Regions from separate parts of the Mus musculus genome. Here all the other regions are linked to region 3. A link is a contact called in public HiChIP or PLAC-seq and promoter capture Hi-C data. All regions are on one chromosome and are shown on one strand. Each heading gives the region's core, a stretch centred on a gene start, on an enhancer-like site or on the middle of the called end of the contact. The rest is flanking DNA. Distances are from core to core; before and after follow the strand shown. Region 1 holds the start of Rnf138rt1 (ring finger protein 138, retrogene 1). Region 2 has its middle 29 kb from the start of Ap1s2. Region 3 holds the start of Ctps2 (cytidine 5'-triphosphate synthase 2). Region 4 has its middle 38 kb from the start of Rnf138rt1.

Evidence for each region. Promoter capture Hi-C pulls out the DNA fragments that hold promoters and counts their contacts. HiChIP or PLAC-seq counts read pairs in DNA pulled down with a chosen protein or histone mark.
Region 1: a contact with region 3 is called in a promoter capture Hi-C map of hippocampal neurons, with 4 times the contacts expected there. The contact joins the promoter of Rnf138rt1 here to the promoter of Ctps2 in region 3. A contact is called at or near these places in 3 of 39 promoter capture datasets (the 3T3-L1 cell line, cranial neural crest and hippocampal neurons) and 3 of 115 datasets of contacts at active chromatin or transcription factors (embryonic hindbrain, large pre-B cells and stem cell-derived neural progenitor cells).
Region 2: a contact with region 3 is called in an H3K27ac HiChIP or PLAC-seq map of large pre-B cells, with 5 times the contacts expected there. The contact joins the enhancer-like site here to the promoter of Ctps2 in region 3. A contact is called at or near these places in 4 of 39 promoter capture datasets (the C10 cell line, cranial neural crest, frontonasal cranial neural crest and 1 more) and 5 of 115 datasets of contacts at active chromatin or transcription factors (T-cell acute lymphoblastic leukemia, double positive thymocytes, embryonic stem cells and 1 more).
Region 4: a promoter capture Hi-C map of hippocampal neurons shows a contact between it and region 3, with 3 times the contacts expected there. The contact joins the enhancer-like site here to the promoter of Ctps2 in region 3. A contact is called at or near these places in 3 of 39 promoter capture datasets (the 3T3-L1 cell line, the C10 cell line and hippocampal neurons) and 2 of 115 datasets of contacts at active chromatin or transcription factors (the NIH/3T3 cell line and astrocytes).

Annotation. Positions count from the first base shown.
Region 1 is chrX:163,760,034-163,762,733 of GRCm38.p6, forward strand. Rnf138rt1 (ring finger protein 138, retrogene 1) reads right to left here and starts at 1,299. Exons shown (of 1, transcript NM_028842.3): 1 at 106-1,299. The coding sequence starts at 950. The coding sequence ends at 204.
Region 2 is chrX:163,878,188-163,880,887 of GRCm38.p6, forward strand. No RefSeq gene overlaps it. Among named protein-coding and RNA genes, the nearest start is that of Ap1s2, 29 kb to the right of the region's middle. Within about 2 kb of position 1,369, at least 69 of the 459 cell types and tissues checked have an H3K27ac peak or open chromatin away from gene starts, as enhancers often do.
Region 3 is chrX:162,900,205-162,902,904 of GRCm38.p6, forward strand. Ctps2 (cytidine 5'-triphosphate synthase 2) reads left to right here and starts at 1,356. Exons shown (of 19, transcript NM_001168568.1): 1 at 1,356-1,543.
Region 4 is chrX:163,721,921-163,724,620 of GRCm38.p6, forward strand. No RefSeq gene overlaps it. Among named protein-coding and RNA genes, the nearest start is that of Rnf138rt1, 38 kb to the right of the region's middle. Within about 2 kb of position 1,416, at least 31 of the 459 cell types and tissues checked have an H3K27ac peak or open chromatin away from gene starts, as enhancers often do. A contact at or near this core is called in hippocampal neurons, where this site is marked.

The sequences.
Region 1 (2,700 bases), core at 49-2,548, 860 kb after region 3:
TCCCCACTCCTCTTCTGTCCTCTTCCTTCCCCCTCCCTGATCCTCTTGTCCAAGGGACTAAGTTTTAACATAATTTCGATTTGTAATGAAAGAAAAACTAAAAGGTCAGACTGATCACTTTTATTTAAAACATCAAGTTATTGAAGGGATGTTTTAATGTAAATTGTCCCTTAGGAACAATTGTAGAAATGAGTACAGTCCCTCTAGATGTTGACGTGGAAGGACTCTTCAATGGCGATCTGAAATTGGGTTTCCTCATCCAGCTGAAGATTCACGAAATCTCCGTAATCAAACTGATGCCTCTGATTAAGGTGACTAACAAAATTTCTGGTGAGTTGAGGCGGGTCGCCCCATGGAAGAGATAGGCAAATTGGGCAAGTGACTGAAACGACACGACCTCGGTGGCTGCTGTTGCAATGATCCAGCAAACGTTGCCTGCTCATGGTTACTTCTTCACACAGAGGACAATCGAAGGTGGGCTCATCAGGTGGGCTTGCGTTCTCTTCCTCTTCTTGTAAAACCTCAGCATTCGCTGAGGCCGGTGCCTCGTTGTTACTGTTGCCCACGGAGTTTGGAGACTGTTGGAAGCTTGAAACAGATGTAGAAACTCCAAATTCATCCTGGTACTTTTCGCAAGTTTTGTAGTGCTGCCTCATACGATAGAGTTCAACGCGCTGGGAACAGCATCGGCAATTACCAGGAAAATGTCTCATGATGGTTTCGAGGTCTACAGCCCTCACTGGACAAGCTCTTTCTCTTCTAGTCACATTTCCACGGCACAGGGGGCAGTGGAGCCGGCTCTCCTTCATTGCACTCAGGAAACATTTTCTGCAGAAAACATGCTTACAGGCCGCGACCCGAACTGGCGTTTTGAAGACTTCTTGGCATATCGGACAGTAGAAATCATCTTCAGTATAAGACGTGGTGGAGGCAGATTCTTCCTCGGCCATAGTGGCGACCGGTAGAAGCCCAAGGCGATGGCGGCTCGCGGCTGCCAAGGTGGCGGTGGCGGCTCAGAGCTCCCCTCCGGATCCTCTCCAAGCAGCGCTTTGGGTCAAGCTCTCTCCGCGGCAGATCCGCAGACAGGTGGTCCCCTGCTGCAGTCCGATTTCAGCGCCTTTCTGTCCAGCAGTTGAGTGAGCTTCAGACCACTGGATCTCCAGCGAATGACGGGTGATGCTCTGTTCTTATGAGCCTCAGAACCCGCCAGACCCGAAGCTCATGGTGATGGAGATACCTCCTATTCAGCCATCAGTTGAGAGGTAACTGCTGCCTGCCAGGCTGGTTGGTCACTGCAGAGTGGATAGCCACAGGAGAGCCGGAGGCGGGGTCAATAGGACGGCCTCCATAGCAACCAGCGCGTCGCGCCTTCAGCTGGTTGTGACGTAAGCTGCCAGGTCCGCTTACTTTACCAAGTTTTTTTTTGTTTGTTTGTTTTCTGTTTTTGTTTTTAAATCCAGCTGGGCCTAGTGGCGCAGGCTTGTAATCCTAGCCATTAAGGGGTGCTGAGGCAGTATGATCGCGAGTTCAAACCCAGACTGAGAGATTTAGGGAGCCCCTGTCTGGGAAGAGTACAAAGAGATCCGCCAGCACAGCTTGGTGATTCGATTGCAAGCGCAAGCCGCTGGATTTAATCCCTACGTCTTCATAAAGTCCTCCAGGTACCTAAGTGATCATTCTATGTGGACCACTGCTATCAGGCTACTGTGTGTAACAGTATATTGGCTCTCCTGTATATACCACGTTTCTTTACTCTTCAGCGTGCATCATTTAAAATTCCTAAAATTCACTAATTCAGCTTGTCAGTCCTCTCCTTTCATTAATGAGAACTGAGAAACCTCTCAGTCCTTAAACTAGACAGGTGAGGCCCATAGATCCAAAGCAGAAATCTACAAGCTAAATAGCTGACCTCTTACCAGACCCCTGCTTTAGGATTTTTCCCATCTGTTCTACAAAGCCAAGCAAGAAATTGTGTGATGTTAACTGTATATGAGCTTGAGAAATTATCTACTCTGAGGTCCAGGCAGATGAAATATTTTCTCTCATATCACCCAACAAATTAGTGATGTCCTAGATGTTCCGACAAGAGCAAGAGCCTGACCCTTCGCCATCACCATGCACTTCTGAGTTTCTACTCAGTGTCCCTTGTCACCCAGAGCCACTGACAGTGATAGTGCATATCTTCGAGAGACTTTATTTTTATTCACTTAAAAAATTCTCACCCAAGACTTAGCTAAAAATGTAGCTTTTACCTTCATCATTGCTGCCTGTCCTTCCCTGGGCACTCCCCTGAGGGTGCTCAGGTATGCTAAATCCAAAAGGTGAACACAAACACACACACGGGGGGGGGGGAGAAGTGTTGAAATACAAAAGGCACACCAAGAGCCTCTGATTGCTCATCTGTAAAATGGCACCGTGGGCTGCAATTGAAATTGTTCATAGACTTCTGAAAATATCAAGTGAGATGGTATCCCAAACGTGTTCTCCATGGAACTGTTTCCTAGCAAACAGTGTCTTATTAACCAGCTACCCAGTGTGCTGTACATAGATTTCACAACTTACCCACTTCCTGTAGGATGTCTAAAATAATTGGCCCATAATATTTCTAAACTGTATTCCAGGCGTCTATGGATTTATGACATACATATGGATTTCCACCATGGAGACTGAATCCTCCCAGTATCGATGGTGCATCCTTCC
Region 2 (2,700 bases), core at 119-2,618, 980 kb after region 3:
AGTTTCTGCTTACCATGGTCAGGGACTGGTCCTCATGCCTTTGCACTATGGCTTTGTAGTCAATTAGTAGTTTTCTTACTTCCATTCTCAGGCCCTCTTACGTTCCTTCACATTTACTTCTGACACTGCAACGATCCTTTTGTCCTTGCACCACCACCCTCTCCACCTACATGTGAGAATTCCAGTTTCATTTGCCAGAATATGGGCATGCACTGGCACTTTGCTGGCACTTTTCAGAGCAAGTTGCTCAGGGCTGGGGAATGTGAAAGCTGACAGTGAACAGGCACCAATTATGTGCCTGCCTTGAGAGCAGACATTTTCCTCAAAGAAGTTGGTGACATAGAGATGGTATCCCTGTTTCCCTAATGGGGAAACTGAGCTCTACGGAGGGAGCAGTACTCAAAGAAAGCTGTAGAGAGACTGAATCAGTGAAGTCCCAGAAACCTATATCCAGCCTGTGGGAACCCAGTTTTCCAGAGTTATGTCCTTCATTACCTGACAGCGTCAAGTTTGGCTACACATCAGAATCATCGGGAGAGTTAGACATGCATGGACACACATACAAACACATACATACTTGACTTCTATCTTAGAAGTCCTATTTTTTTATTGCTTAAAAATGACATTTTGGTGGAGAAGCCTTGAGGCAAAAGACAGACAGATCTCTGTGAGTTCCAGGTCAGCCTGGTCTACATAGCATGTTCCAGGCCAGGGGTACACAGTTTGAATCTATTTAAAAAACAAACAAACAAACAAACAAACAAACAAACAATGACATGTTCCTATATACGTATCATCATACCTTGCTCTTACTCAGTTCACCTACAGCCCCATCTCATCCCTTCTGCTCCTATCCATGGTCCCCTTCTGCTTCTATGTCGCACACACATGTGTATATTTAAATCTGTATTCTGCACGTGAAAGACAGCATGCAATAGTTTGTGTTTGCTCCCCTTTATTCTCGCTCTCCCCATTCATTTCACCTCATAGTAGCTCCTTTTACTTTCATGCTCTCCTTCCATTCCTATTTCACTCAAAAGTCGACAGATGAGAGAAAACAGATGTTTGTCCTTCTGAGTCTGGTTTATTTCACTTAACGTGATGATCTCTGGTCACACCCATTTTCCTCCAAATAACAAGCACTCCCCAGCTGAATAAGATGTCCTTGCATGCATATCTGCATTTTTTCCATCCGTTCATTTGTTGGTGAGTATAGCTATTCTATTTTGAGTGGGTGGTGCCTGAGCATCTGTATTTTCCTTCAAAGCCTTTCAGATGTTTCAAATGAAAACCCAGAGTTAGAACAAATTATGCTAGTATGTGCTTCCTCTCAAACCACAGCATGAAACAGCAGAGGCTGTATCTAAAAATAGCTCTAGAGGCACCGGTCCACAGTGTTAAAGGAAACGCTGGGTAATTTCACCTAGGATGCTTCACTCATCTGAAGTGTTTATGATAGGCCTGAGCCAGGACGGACAATACTGATCTCCTCCAGGGATCAGACCTTAGCTCTGCTAATGAAGCTGCATGTCCTGGCCAACTTGGCACACACCGAAAATTTCCTTCCCCACGTCTTGACCCATTCCAGGGTCATCTGTGGTGACTAAAGAAGACTGTCTGGCACATGCAGACAGCTCTTCCCTGGGGCAACTGCCAGTGTCTCTCTGCTTGTCTGCCTGTGGCTTCCTTAAAGCACCTTTAGAGCTGCCCATCTTGTGCCCAGGCTGTCCAGGAAATGCCTCAGATTTATCACCTCCAGGGGCAGCCCTTAACCAGTGAGAGACCAACCAAAAAGTCTATGGCTAAGCATCTCAGCTTTCTTGTTCTCAGTGAGACTGTTTGGAAGCTTAGCTTAGTTCACTCACTGATTATTTCCTCGGTAACTCATCCTTTTTAGTGACTTCCCCTGGGCTTGTATAACGTGTTGTGTTCCCTCTGTCCCTCAGGCTTCCCTGGATCGCCTCCACAGTTAACTCAAAGCTTTCCGATCTCGGTTTCTGATTCCCACACTGCAGATCTCTGCTTTAGTCCCAAACTAAAACAGCCTCTGAGTGGCTCATTTTGACCTCAGCTCTAAATAAGCATCAAGACAAGGAAGACACTAATTGGTGCATAAATAGCCTTCCCCAATGCTTTCATTCTAATCACAAAAGGAGGAAGATGTTGTCTAGCTCGGCCACAAGAGTGTTTTAGAATGGATGCCATGGGCTTGAAATTCTTGAGAGAAATGTATGTTGTTATCATAATGAAGACAAACATAGATTAATTTTTCCCCAAATGCATATACTTTGCTGCTAGTGGGCTCCTCCCAAGGAAAAATGACCTACTAGAGGAAACATTAGAAATAATTCTGTTGTTTATACAGCGGATATGCAAGCAGTTATTGTAACAACGTCAGGGCTATTCTTTTCTTTTCTTCAAGTTCTATCATGAATCCATGCTTCATTATGTAAAATTCTGGGTTAAAAAAATGTGTGTCATGGAAACATTTTTCACTGAGTGGGGAACAAAAACAATTTAATATGGATCACAGGCTAGGAATGACAGAGAAATTCAATATTTTTTCCTGTCCTGTTACAATTTAAATAAAAATGAAATCGAAAGGGGAAGATCACCAGGGTTGCATGAAAAAAAAAAAGCAATATACTTTGCTATTTCTTTGCTAGGTATTATAGCTTATAGCAGTCTTAGCTAGAAAGA
Region 3 (2,700 bases), core at 106-2,605:
GTTAATGCATAACATTCATGCCTGGTACCTGAAGGGACCAGAAGAAGGTATAATATCCTGGAACTTGCCTTTCTCTGAGTCCCAAGTGCTGGGATGACTGATGTGAGCCACCAAGCCTGGCTTTCCTTTGAAATCTTGCCTTCCAATATCATACCCTCTGCTGCTAAACTTGCTGGGGCTTTTGCCTTCTTCAATCCCTCTCTTTCCCGTTTTCCTGCTGTCCAATAGGCTCTGGTGGATTTCAGTCTCTGACCTCCAGGATTAGACCTTTGGCCCTCTACTACATTTACATTCTAAAGAGGCTCCCACTTTGCCCTACTTGACACAATTCATAAAACTGGTTTTGTTAGAGATCTAGATTTATATAGATTACAACTGGCTTTTCGTTCGTAGTTGTGTTTCTAAACTCCACGAGGTCTTCAGTAACGTTTGTCTAAGTTTTGAGTCCTGTTTTATCCTTGTTACTCAAAAATCTCATGGTCATTTGGGAGGCAAGGGCAGGAGATTATTCTAAGTTTGAGACGAGCCTGGTCTGCATACAGATCTCCAGGAGAGCCAGTGACACAATGCACCTCTTACTGTTGCTGAGGTCTCACATAACCCAGACTGGCCTGGAATTTACTAAGTATTCAAGGGGGATCTGGAACTTCTGTTTCCTTTTGTTTCCATGTTCCGTCGCTGCAATACAGTTATGTACTACCATGCGTTTGATGTAGTGTATTAAGATACAGTGTGATCTTTCTTGTATTTGCTAGGCAAGCACTCTACCAAATGAGCTACATCTCCAGTCCTAGCCTGTCTTAAAAACCAAATAAAATAAAATAAAATAAAATAAAATAAAATAAATTCGCGGCTTTTCTAAAACGTCTGCTCCCTTCAAACCTGTGTCCAGTTAGATCTTTTATTTTTCAGTTGTTTTTCCTCCTTTCCTACACCTGAAACAGCCTTGGGTGTCCTTTGCCACACTTATCTTTTAAACACTCCCCCAAAGTCGCTTTGGAAGCCTTCTCTCCTACTTAGCTCTGCTCCTCCTCTCTTCCTAACTTTGGGCTAATGAAGTTCATTTACCAATGAACATGTAGATGGGCAGTGAGCTCCTAGGCAAGAATTCTGCTTTGTTTTCCTCCTTTCCCACCTTTTGCGGTGGTGGACCGCTGGGCTGCACTGTAGCAGATGGTCAAACATTTATGGTGAGTGAAGTTGGCGGGAGAATCCAAGCAAGGGGCTAGGCTAGTCGTGGGGTGGGGGTGGGGGTTCAGAGCAGTCCTGGAGCCTTCAGGGGCTGGCCTGAAGCTAGCTAACCACAGGAGGGAGGGGAGGAGGAAGGGGGTAGGGAGGGGGAAAGGGGGGAGGGAGGGGCCGGCCCATACTGTGGCCTGGGGCCAAGGACGTCTAGAGCAGAGGGTGATGGGAGCTGCCTGTGCTATAGGAAACACTTTTTAGGCGCTTGTTTTGTACTGTCCCTGGAACCCAACGCTGCAGCACTCGCAATTTCACAACCAGCGTGAGTCAGCTGGGCCGGCTGCCGGACTGCGAGGGGAAGGTGGGTGAGGAGGGCTCCTCAGTCCCTGGGGGCAGGCAGGATCGAGTGGTGACCAGAGAGCCCTAGATGCGGTCCCTGCACCCGTAGGACAGGTGAGCGCCAGGCCAGGCTGGCCGCTGGGTGGAGCCGCGTGAGCCACCCTCCAGGGCGCCCTCGCCACTGCACAGGTAACACCCCTCCTGGGCCTCTTCCCCTCCGGCCTCGGTGCCTAGAACACCATTTGTCCCCCGGGACCATTTCGGCCTTGCCCGCAGCACATTTGGGGCCTGGGCAGTTTTGTCCCCTTATAGCTGGTGCCCACGCCCAGCCCACAGCCATTCGCATCTCCCACATAGTGTTCGAAAACCTAGGCGATCCAATGGGCCTTGGGGACAGGGTGGGGGTGGGGTAAGGACAACACCCACTAGTGCCGGGTGCTCAGTCAGAGCCTGTCTCCTGGAGGTAGCTAGTGACCCGGGCTCCAAATCGGCGCGTCCCTGGGGTGTGCCTCTCCGCGCTGGATTTCACACCCCAAGCCCTATTTTTCTCTGCTTTGTGGAGCCCCGAGATGGCGTTGGCGGAAGTGAAACCACGAGACAGTGGGGCGAGCTCCGCGGGGACGGTTTTGAGTAGGCTTTCTGCACCAGCGTACAGGTTAAACAACAACCCTTCTAGCTGGCATGCTAAACTCTACCACCTGGGGGAGGCGGATGACGTCTTCAAAACAATTGATGTGTACTTTATGCTCTTGAAATGTGCCATTTCACATCAGGTCTGTGGGGTTTGACTAGATTTAGACCGTTTTCACCAACCTACAGAGGTCCTTGGTGCTCTTTTTCTTCTAGACAGTTCATTTCCCTACTCCGCCCCCTTGCACTGTTTTGATGATCACTGTCTTGGCTTAGTTTTGCTCATCACGTCATAAATCGGACATAAATCGGGCTTATCCTGTAAGTACTTCTTTGTGTTCGATTTATATTACTTTTAAAATGAGCATCGTTAGAAAGGTGTCTCTTGGTGTAGGCCTGCACAGTGGAGTGGAAATGCATGTGTGGCAAGTTGGAACAGAGATGTGTTTTAATTTGAAACCCCCCACTCCAAGCTTAGTACAAAGCTGTAACATATAGCTCACAATTGTTGCATCCATTCTCTGTCTCTGTCTCTCTCTCTGTCTCTCT
Region 4 (2,700 bases), core at 166-2,665, 820 kb after region 3:
TACATAAATGTAACAATGATAAGGAAAAAAGAGGCTATGGATTTGAGAGGAGGCATGGGAGGAGTTGAAGGAAAGAGGAGGATTAATGTAAATATAGTACACATATATGAAAATTTTAAAAACCAAAATTTTTAAAGAATTGGATGATTAGAATTCATACATTGTTGTTATTGTAAGATTGTTCACCATCGCCAGCAAAAGTCGGCTGGTTTTTTGTTAAACTAAATGTATAATGAGCCTACGATCCCGTAATTTCTCCTAGATACTACTCAAGAGAAATAATATACAGCTATTGAACAAACATACCCAAAAGTTAAAAATTGCTTTAATAGTTAAAACGAGAACATTCCAGGTGTCCATAAATAAGAAACTAGATAAGAAACATAAGTGAATAGGCATGTTAAAATATAAGTGATTGGCCAATTAGCATTCCACCATGGAGTGATGTGAGACTCACGAGCCCCCAACCCTAGCTGAGGAGATGCTGACAGCTGACAATGTGCTTGTCAAGAAGCAGCTGCATAACCAATAATTGTTAAATGTTGGCATGCTAAATGTAGCTTTTGAGGAAGGGATGGTTGACATTGTTTAAGGGTGTGGACCCTGATAGATCAACCATACTCCAGTAAATGGCCCTACACTCTGAAGTATATGGGCAACATTGATTGGGCTCCGTGAGTTTAAAAAAAGAAAGAAAGAAAGGACGTGAAGAGGAGTGCAGGAATGAGGAGGAATGAACCTTAAAGGAAATACATTGTATGCATGTATGACGTTCTCAAATAATTAATTTTATATATGTGTGTGTGTCTAAGAATCTAGGTGATATTTTCAATTTTGCTGTTTTAGCATTTTTTCATAATAAAGCAAATCATTAAATTAAAACTATATGTATAACAATGTTGATACCCCCCTCTGAGATACTTAAAAAAGATTTTGTTTTTCTTCCAATGAGTACAAAGCTTGTATATTGACCTGGAGCACAATATAAACCAGGCAGGTCTGCTTTAGGCACTCTGTAATTCATCGCAACGTTTAACAGTTATTTGTTAAGCAGCTGCTGCTTGACAAGCACATGAAAGAAAGAGAGAACGCAGAACAATGCATTCAAATCATTATCCTCTGTCACCCCTAGTAACCAGCTGGGAAGGGAAAGCTTTGAGAAAAGGACACACAATGAAAAAGCACCTTTATTCACAGATACATTTTATGTTATATTTTACCAATTAAAGCAGCTATTTTCAACATGGAAAAATTAATACTGTTAACCCAGAAATAATTGGCCGAATGTTAGAGTCGTTTTTAAATTGTTCTTTGAATGTATTTTCAGGCTGGGAAGCAGGTTGTAGGGAGGCTCAGACTTCAGGGAAGGAGAGAGCCTCACTAACATAACATGCGATTTTTCAAACCTTGGTATTATGCTGACAGATAGAGGGAACTCTGAATGTCACTTCCTCGCAAAAGCTATTAAGCACAGTGCTTGAACAGAGCTGGAGGACCTAGCAACAGAAGAGAGGGAGAAAGGTTTCCAAGGCGAAAGGGTTGCTTGTTGCAGAGCTAAAACTTTAAATTGCCACGCCTCCAGGTCTTGACCGGGAAAATGAACAGCCTTAGCCTAATAACGGCTTTGTTTTCCTGAGCGATGCTGGATTGATTAGATCCATATTTTTTTTTCAGCACACGACTTTCCGGTGTAATTCACATTGCCTTTTAGGGTGAAGCACAAACATTGAATATTTGGGGATATAAATAGATTCTGGTCTATGAATCTGCTGCTTCTCCCAGACACCAAGGCCAGGTTTTTCAGAATGGAAATCAGGACCAGACCCAGTGTTTTCCTTACTATGCTCTTGGGACACCACTGCATGTGCCTCTGAGGGATTTAGAGGTTAGCAAATGTACTTGGATCCTGAGACAGACACTGAGAACTTGCCAAGCAGGACATGTGAAGCCCTGCTCTGTGCTCATTCTCAAACTGCACTGGAGGCTTTGAAACACAAGTGCATTTCATGACTCACTCCCTGGGGGGGGGGGGGGCACCTGATTTCCTGTTTTGTCCAAATTAGCTATCAAATTTTTCATCATTTGAAAGCCTCACTAAAACAGCTTTCCTTTCAAGGGCCCAGAGGGGGAAGTCTCTCAAATTTTACCTCCATCGTTCTTTTTCATTTCTTCTATCTCAGGCACTAAGAGTTGCTTTTCAGGAGAAACAGTCACAAAAGGATTATTTTATGGGTAGAAATGAACTGAGGAAAGGTGGTAGACAGGGTTTTCTCCAGAGGTGAAGCAAGCTCATGAGAAATGGCCTTTGTGGGCTGGCTAAATTGGAATGTTGGGCACATTTGAATCTCATGGGAATGAAACCACCTGTTTGTCCACTGGTTCTGTGAAACACTGCTGCATGTAGAACAGAATGCCAGAAATCCCTCTGCTCTCTCCCAACAGACAAAGGGAATAATAATCAGAAGCACATTAAGATAGATGCTGGGAGATAGGCTCAGCAGCTAAGAGTCCTTGTTGCTGTTGCAAAGGACTGGGATTTGATTCCCAGCCGTCATGTCAGGCAGTTTCTAGCCACCTGTAACGCTAGTTCCAAGGAATTGGGCACACTTTTCTGGATTCCTTGGGTCCCTGTAAACGTGTTATAGACACACACACACACACACACACACACACACACACACACACACACACACAAGTGAA